Linked DNA regions of Rattus norvegicus: region 2 is linked to region 1. Evidence: chromatin contacts called from public Hi-C data. All regions are on one chromosome and are shown on one strand. The core of a region is the stretch at or near the end of the contact, and the rest is flanking DNA. Distances in the headings are between cores, read along the strand shown.

The links. A called contact is a pair of places that touch in the nucleus more often than the background predicts.
Region 2: a Hi-C map of hepatocytes shows a contact between it and region 1, with 1.6 times the contacts expected there. The contact joins two enhancer-like sites. A contact is called at or near these places in 2 of 12 Hi-C or Micro-C datasets (hepatocytes and liver).

What each region holds. Positions count from the first base shown.
Region 1 is chr17:33,133,047-33,135,994 of GRCr8, forward strand. No RefSeq gene overlaps it. Among named protein-coding and RNA genes, the nearest start is that of Foxq1, 10 kb to the left of the region's middle. Within about 2 kb of position 1,520, at least 7 of the 93 cell types and tissues checked have an H3K27ac peak or open chromatin away from gene starts, as enhancers often do. A contact at or near this core is called in hepatocytes, where this site is marked.
Region 2 is chr17:33,455,024-33,457,971 of GRCr8, forward strand. All of the region lies in intron 1 of LOC103694077 (a long non-coding RNA gene), which reads right to left. Among named protein-coding and RNA genes, the nearest start is that of Exoc2, 260 kb to the right of the region's middle. Within about 2 kb of position 1,463, at least 1 of the 93 cell types and tissues checked has an H3K27ac peak or open chromatin away from gene starts, as enhancers often do. A contact at or near this core is called in hepatocytes, where this site is marked.

The DNA.
Region 1 (2,948 bases), core at 270-2,769:
ATAATGAAGTGCGGCTTCTATTAAATAATGGGATGCCAGGCTGGAGAGATGGTTCAGTGGGTGAAAGGACTTGCAGCCAAGCCTAAATCTGAGTTTGATCCCTGGAGCTCATATGGGGGAAAGAGGGTCCCAACTCTCACAAGTTGGCCTCTGATCTTGGCATGTGTGTGCCACCCTCCTAAATAAATCTAATAAAAATATTTTTAAGTGGGAAGTTTTTTTTCTTTTTAATCTTGCTCAAGAAAAAGTTGACCAGCAGGAATGAGGCCAGCCCAAGTTATATCAATCCACATGTTACTTTCAAGGTTACACTCAGAATAATTCTGCGTTCAGTGGTGTTGTCCAGAGAGAATGCAGCCTTGGGTCTCCTCAAAGGAGACAAGAATAGCCTTTTCATCAACCACAGGACAAGGATGTTTCTGCAGTGCTTATGATAACATAAAAGATATTTATAGTCTAAATTTGCTTAAATGTTGTCAGGCCTACATATCCATGGGTTCAAATGATAGTGGATTAAAAGTACTCTAGAAAAATAATTACATCTATATTAAACACATGTTGGCATTTCTCCTTGGGTGTCTTTCTTACACCATATAGCAAGTCAGATGCCCAGCATTCACCTTGTATTAGGCACTGTAAGTCACCTAGAATTGATTTAAAGTATATAGGACAAGTGGGTTCTATGCAAATACTGTCCCATTGTATGCAAGGAACCCAAGTATCCTTGAAATCTTGGAATATTTGCTGTAATTCCATTCATAGTGTCCTGGGCAGATGAGCTGCTCCACTTTGCATCTTGGCATAAATCTTCTAGAATGATCTTTTTATTTAAGGAGTCCTTGTGTGTGTGTGTGTGTGTGTGTGTGTGTGTGTGTGTGTGAGAGAGAGAGAGAGAGAGAGAGAGAGAGGAAGAGAGAGAGAGAAAGAGAGAGAGAGAGAGATCAGAAACAGGCTTGACACTAAAATCTGGACTCTAGGAGACCATGGGGGTTCCTGGAACCAATTTTCTGTGTTTCCTGAAAAATGACCGTGTTTCCATCTTTTACGAGTCAGACTGATATTAGCTGTGAACATAGGGCCTTTGAAACAAACCCAAGTGTCTGTCCTAGTGCTCAGAGACTAGGCCTAAAGTGGATTCTGTGAAGCACTTACCCACTCTTTTGTTTTTAATCCCTCTCATTAGATCAGACTAATTGTGTAAGACTTGGAAGTCAGAGTGCAGAGGACTTGGGGACTTGAGGACAGTCCTTTAGTCAGAGCCTCCTGCCTCCAGACCCTTGGTACTTCCCCACCTGCGCTCCACACCTTAGGCACAGTGGGGAGAAAGATCTCTTTGTCCTCGTTCACTACACCTGTGCAGAACCAAGGGCGTTGTTTTGCTAGCAACTTTCGCCAGAGCTATGCGGTCAGGCTTGCATGTATCTTACTGTCAACTCCATTTCTCTGAAACCACGGCACAGTCCTCACTGGCATGAACTTTGTTGGTATGCCCGATAAGCCTGTGCGTAGGCGTCCTCCCAGAAGCGGTTCTGAGCTATGCAGGCCGTCAGTCTGGTTCTCTGTACAAGTCTGCAGGTAACCCTTGTCCTTCTGGAGTGTTCCCAAGAGCTTTTGTATATTTGGTAAAGCACAGTATTCGTTGCTCAATCTTTGTTGTTTATTTTTGGAGAGCTGTAGAATTAGTATTCTTTCCTCGGCCTGCCACACTGCATGTCCTCTACTCGGAGGCAACCTTCTCTCTTGAGATAAAATATTTGTTTAGTGTGGGACTTTTAGTCTCAACTTTCTGGAAACTATGTTTTCAGAGCTACTTCAGGCATCTAAACTCAGGTGTGGTGACAGCCTCTAAGCTTTGATGTGGCCACACTTTGGCTCGTGGCCAAATGAGACCCGGTTATTCTGGGCTTCTCTTGTCTCAGCCCTTGAAGGGAAGTAAAGCAAAACTTGATTTTCATCATTGATGGAGAATTATTGTGGCTGTGCACCCCAGGCTTAGGGAATCACCCTTTATCAAAGTTCCTGACTAATTGTCTACACTGGCCAGTGAAATGTCAGGAGACACAAACATCTCAATCACAGCCCAGCTCTCCCTGCCCACCTTTAAAATAGCAAACAGGCAGATGGGAGGCTCTCACGACCCATTTACTGACTTTGATTGGGGGAACTGATTGTTGTGAGTCTGGGTTTCACTGGTACAGAGCCAACGGTGCTGAGAGAAGGAACAAGGAATGAGGATTGGAGATGGGTGTGCCATAACAGGGGACCATAGTCCAGGGATGTCCTAAGCAGCAATCTGAAATTGGGAACTGCCTGATTTCCCACAGGAAAGGTGTATGAGAAACTGGCCTCTCATTGGCAAGGGTGTGTGCGGGAGGGTGTGAGAGAGTTTAATCTCTGGACTTCAACACTGAGACCTGTGCGAGTGCTCAGGGGTCCTGGGAGACACTGAGAGGTCTGGGTGAGCTACTGTCCTGACACTGCATGGCTGATCACAGAGGCTGGAGAGAAAATTGCTGAGTAGGGCATGAAGACTGCTAAGAAGTTTTGGGTCACACACGAGAGATACCAGAGACATCGGTTACTCACCAGGAGACTGGGTTAAAAGGTAAGCAAATGTATGTTTCGAGAGGATTTTCATAAGTGTTTACAGATTTGTTTGCCTTGATGGCAAGTATAGATAAGAAGGCAAGCTCCTGTCCTATCACAGTGCTGCTGACAGCACCCCTGGGGTATTCTCTAAAGTGGTACATTTCCAGCAGAGCCTGACTCACATTCTCCAGAAGCACATGGGGCGAGGGGGGGTTCACATACACAGTTGTGGGTTTTTTGTTTGTTTTTTTTCTTTTCTTTTTTTGGAGCTGGGGACCGAACCCAGGGCCTTGCGCTTGCTAGGCAAACGCTCTACCACTGAGCTAAATCCCCAACCCCCACAGTTGTGGTTTTAAGAG
Region 2 (2,948 bases), core at 213-2,712, 320 kb after region 1:
GAATCAATATGAGGTTCCTCCTAGAAGTTGAAAATAGAGTTACCATATGGTCAGGCTTTGTGATTCGTGAGCCTCTACCTAAGGAAATTAAGTCAGCACACCACAGAGATGCTTGAGCCTCCATGATTATAGCTGCACCACTCACAGTAGGTGTGGAATCTGCCTAAGCAGATGAGTTATAAAGAAAGGTTGGACATATTCACCACAGAGTTCTGTCCAGTCATACAAGAGGAAGAAATTATGATTTGTTTACCCTGATTTAAAAATCAATTTAAAAATTCTAACATTAGGAGCTGTCAGGATTGTTCAGTGGTTAAAACACTGACGTCACAGGCCTGATGACAGAACCCACAGAAAGGTAGGAGGAGGGAACAGACTTCACACAGTTGGCCTCCAAGGCCCACGCTTGTGCCGCTGCACCTAAGCCTACACATGCACACAGCAACAATATGCATAATTTTTAATTTTAATAATCTAGCCATAACAAGAACCCTAGAGAAAGGTGTTTATTAAATATACTTTGATTCATTCGCCACACCACACTTAGCCTTTTATTTTACATTGCTGCTTTTCCTGATCTTGAATTTTCAGATGCATTCTTCAAAGAGCTCTGTGTGTTTCCAGCATGAAGATACAGTGATTATCATTTGTTTGACTCTTGTATCGGTGCAGTGTGTGTGTGTGTGTGTGTGTGTGTGTGTGTGTGTGTGTGTGTGTAGTAATTGAGGTCAGAATCTTTGGGTTATAATTCTTTTCCAAGACTGAACACATCACCACGTGGACTCTTGATGCTTTATACTATAAAGAGCCTACCAATGTGTTTTTAATACATAAGTTATGTTAAAATATTATTTATACCTGAAGGATGTATCTTCATTCTTGAATTTAAAATTAAAAAATTTTGTTTAAAAAAAAAAGATGAGAAATTTCAGGCCCCGCTCCAAAAGTTTTGATTGAACTCAAATGTCAAAATTGTGCCCTGGTGACAACCACTTGGAAAAGAGCCCATACAAAGCCAGTGACAGTACAGTGAAGTGATAGCCACCCTTAAAGAATGGATACAAGTTATGAGCCACTTTACCTCTGAATACACTAAAATCCCCTTGGTCCTGAGCTGTTTGTTTTTTGTTGTCTTTGCACCACAGCCAAAGACAACACTGTACCAGTTAGAAACTCAGCATACATGGGTGGGTCCTGGAGTTCTGTGGATGGGAACCTTCAACTTGAGCCCTTGGCATCAAAGCACATAAATACCTTTTGAGCCCCACCCGTCATCCCTACCTGAGGTACTCACTCTCAGTATGATTGACAGCTCCAATTTTCACGTTCACACCTACTTCTGCAGAGTCTAATGGATGAGTTAGTCTTAAATGCCCCAGGGCTTCTTTGAGAAGGCCATCAGTACACTGTGCCAAGCAAAGCTTACAACATCCCAGAGGAGTCTGACACTGACAGGTCCCAGGGTTGAGAAACCCTGATTGTGAAACAGAGGTAGAGTTTTGATACTGTATTTATTTTTGTATTGGTACTATATTTATTGCTGTAAGCAAAGATATGGTGATACTACAATATTGCTTCATGGAGGACATGTCCTCAGCAACTGCAAACACAAAAGAGAAAGCACCAGAGACACCTGCTAGAGTTTCTTTAAGTGTAAACAGATTTGATATCTTTACATTATAGAGAATGTACGTGTGGTACCGGGCACCGGTGTCATTCCTGGACAGCCTCGGCTCCTGGACCTCTATGAGTTCATTCGAGGAACCAATACTATTTTTCTAAAGGACCTCCATTTAACCAAAATACTTGGAGAGAGAGCTGGAGTCGGCTTTCAAGTTGTATGTTCAGCAAACAATGCTACCGTTTCACAGAGCTATTATCCTCTATCCCAATCTGCTCAACTCAGATATTTTTCCCCAGGAGCCTTCTTTCCATGATTCTAAGATACATCTAGAAAGGAACCAGTATTCTTCACTACTATGATATTACATCAACTTCCTGCCACTCCCTGCTTACTCTGTCTTCCTTGATGCGTTCTCTCTCTCTCTCTCACTCTCTCTCTCTCTCTCTCTCTCTGTGTGTGTCTGTCTCTTTCTCTCTGTCTCTGTCTCTCTCTCTCTGTTTCTGTCTCTCTCTCTCTTTCACGCACACACACACACACACACACACACACACACACACACACACACAAATGTCCTTTGTACTTATATTCTTTGAGCCAATGATGAGGAAGAAAATAGAAAGAAATATACAAATTGGATACTGGTCATTCTCCTTGGACCCAACTTAGAGAGGCCCAGCCTCAACCATAGATTGCCATTTTGTGAAGCCTAAAAAAAACTACCCTGAGAGCCAATACTAGACTGGTAGCCCTTCTGCCTTCCACACCCTGAACAGACATTGCCCAGTACTCTGTAGACAGAGGCACTACTCTTAGGAGCCTGACTTGTGCAGTTATTGTGCTCAGGAATGTTTCATTGCCACATAGTGAATGAACATCCCTGCACTCAGGACCACCCAGGCTCCCTCAAAGACAATCAGCTTTTGGGAAGATTGAGCATGATACCCAGTTCCTTTGGCTTATGACCCTGACAACTGTGTACTTGGTTCAGCCCACTCAAGTGCAGGCTCGGACCCTTCCTAACTTCTCCTCACATTGGACTTGTGCTCAGATTTCAACCAGATCCGCATGATAAGGGGCATGGGGTATAATTTTTTTCTAAATTGTCCTCTGAAGGCTGAAGATGAATGTGGCAGTGTCAGGGGTTGGAGCAGCCTAAGGATCCTGTTCTACCATCCTAGAGGGACTGTGAATGAGTATCCTGCTTAGAATGAGGAGGCTGGGGACTTGGAAGTCAGTAAGACCTGACTTTCCTTTTCTTATTTGAGTTGGCTTAATTGATAATATAGAGACATTAGAAAAGATAAGCCCACACTGGATCCTGATT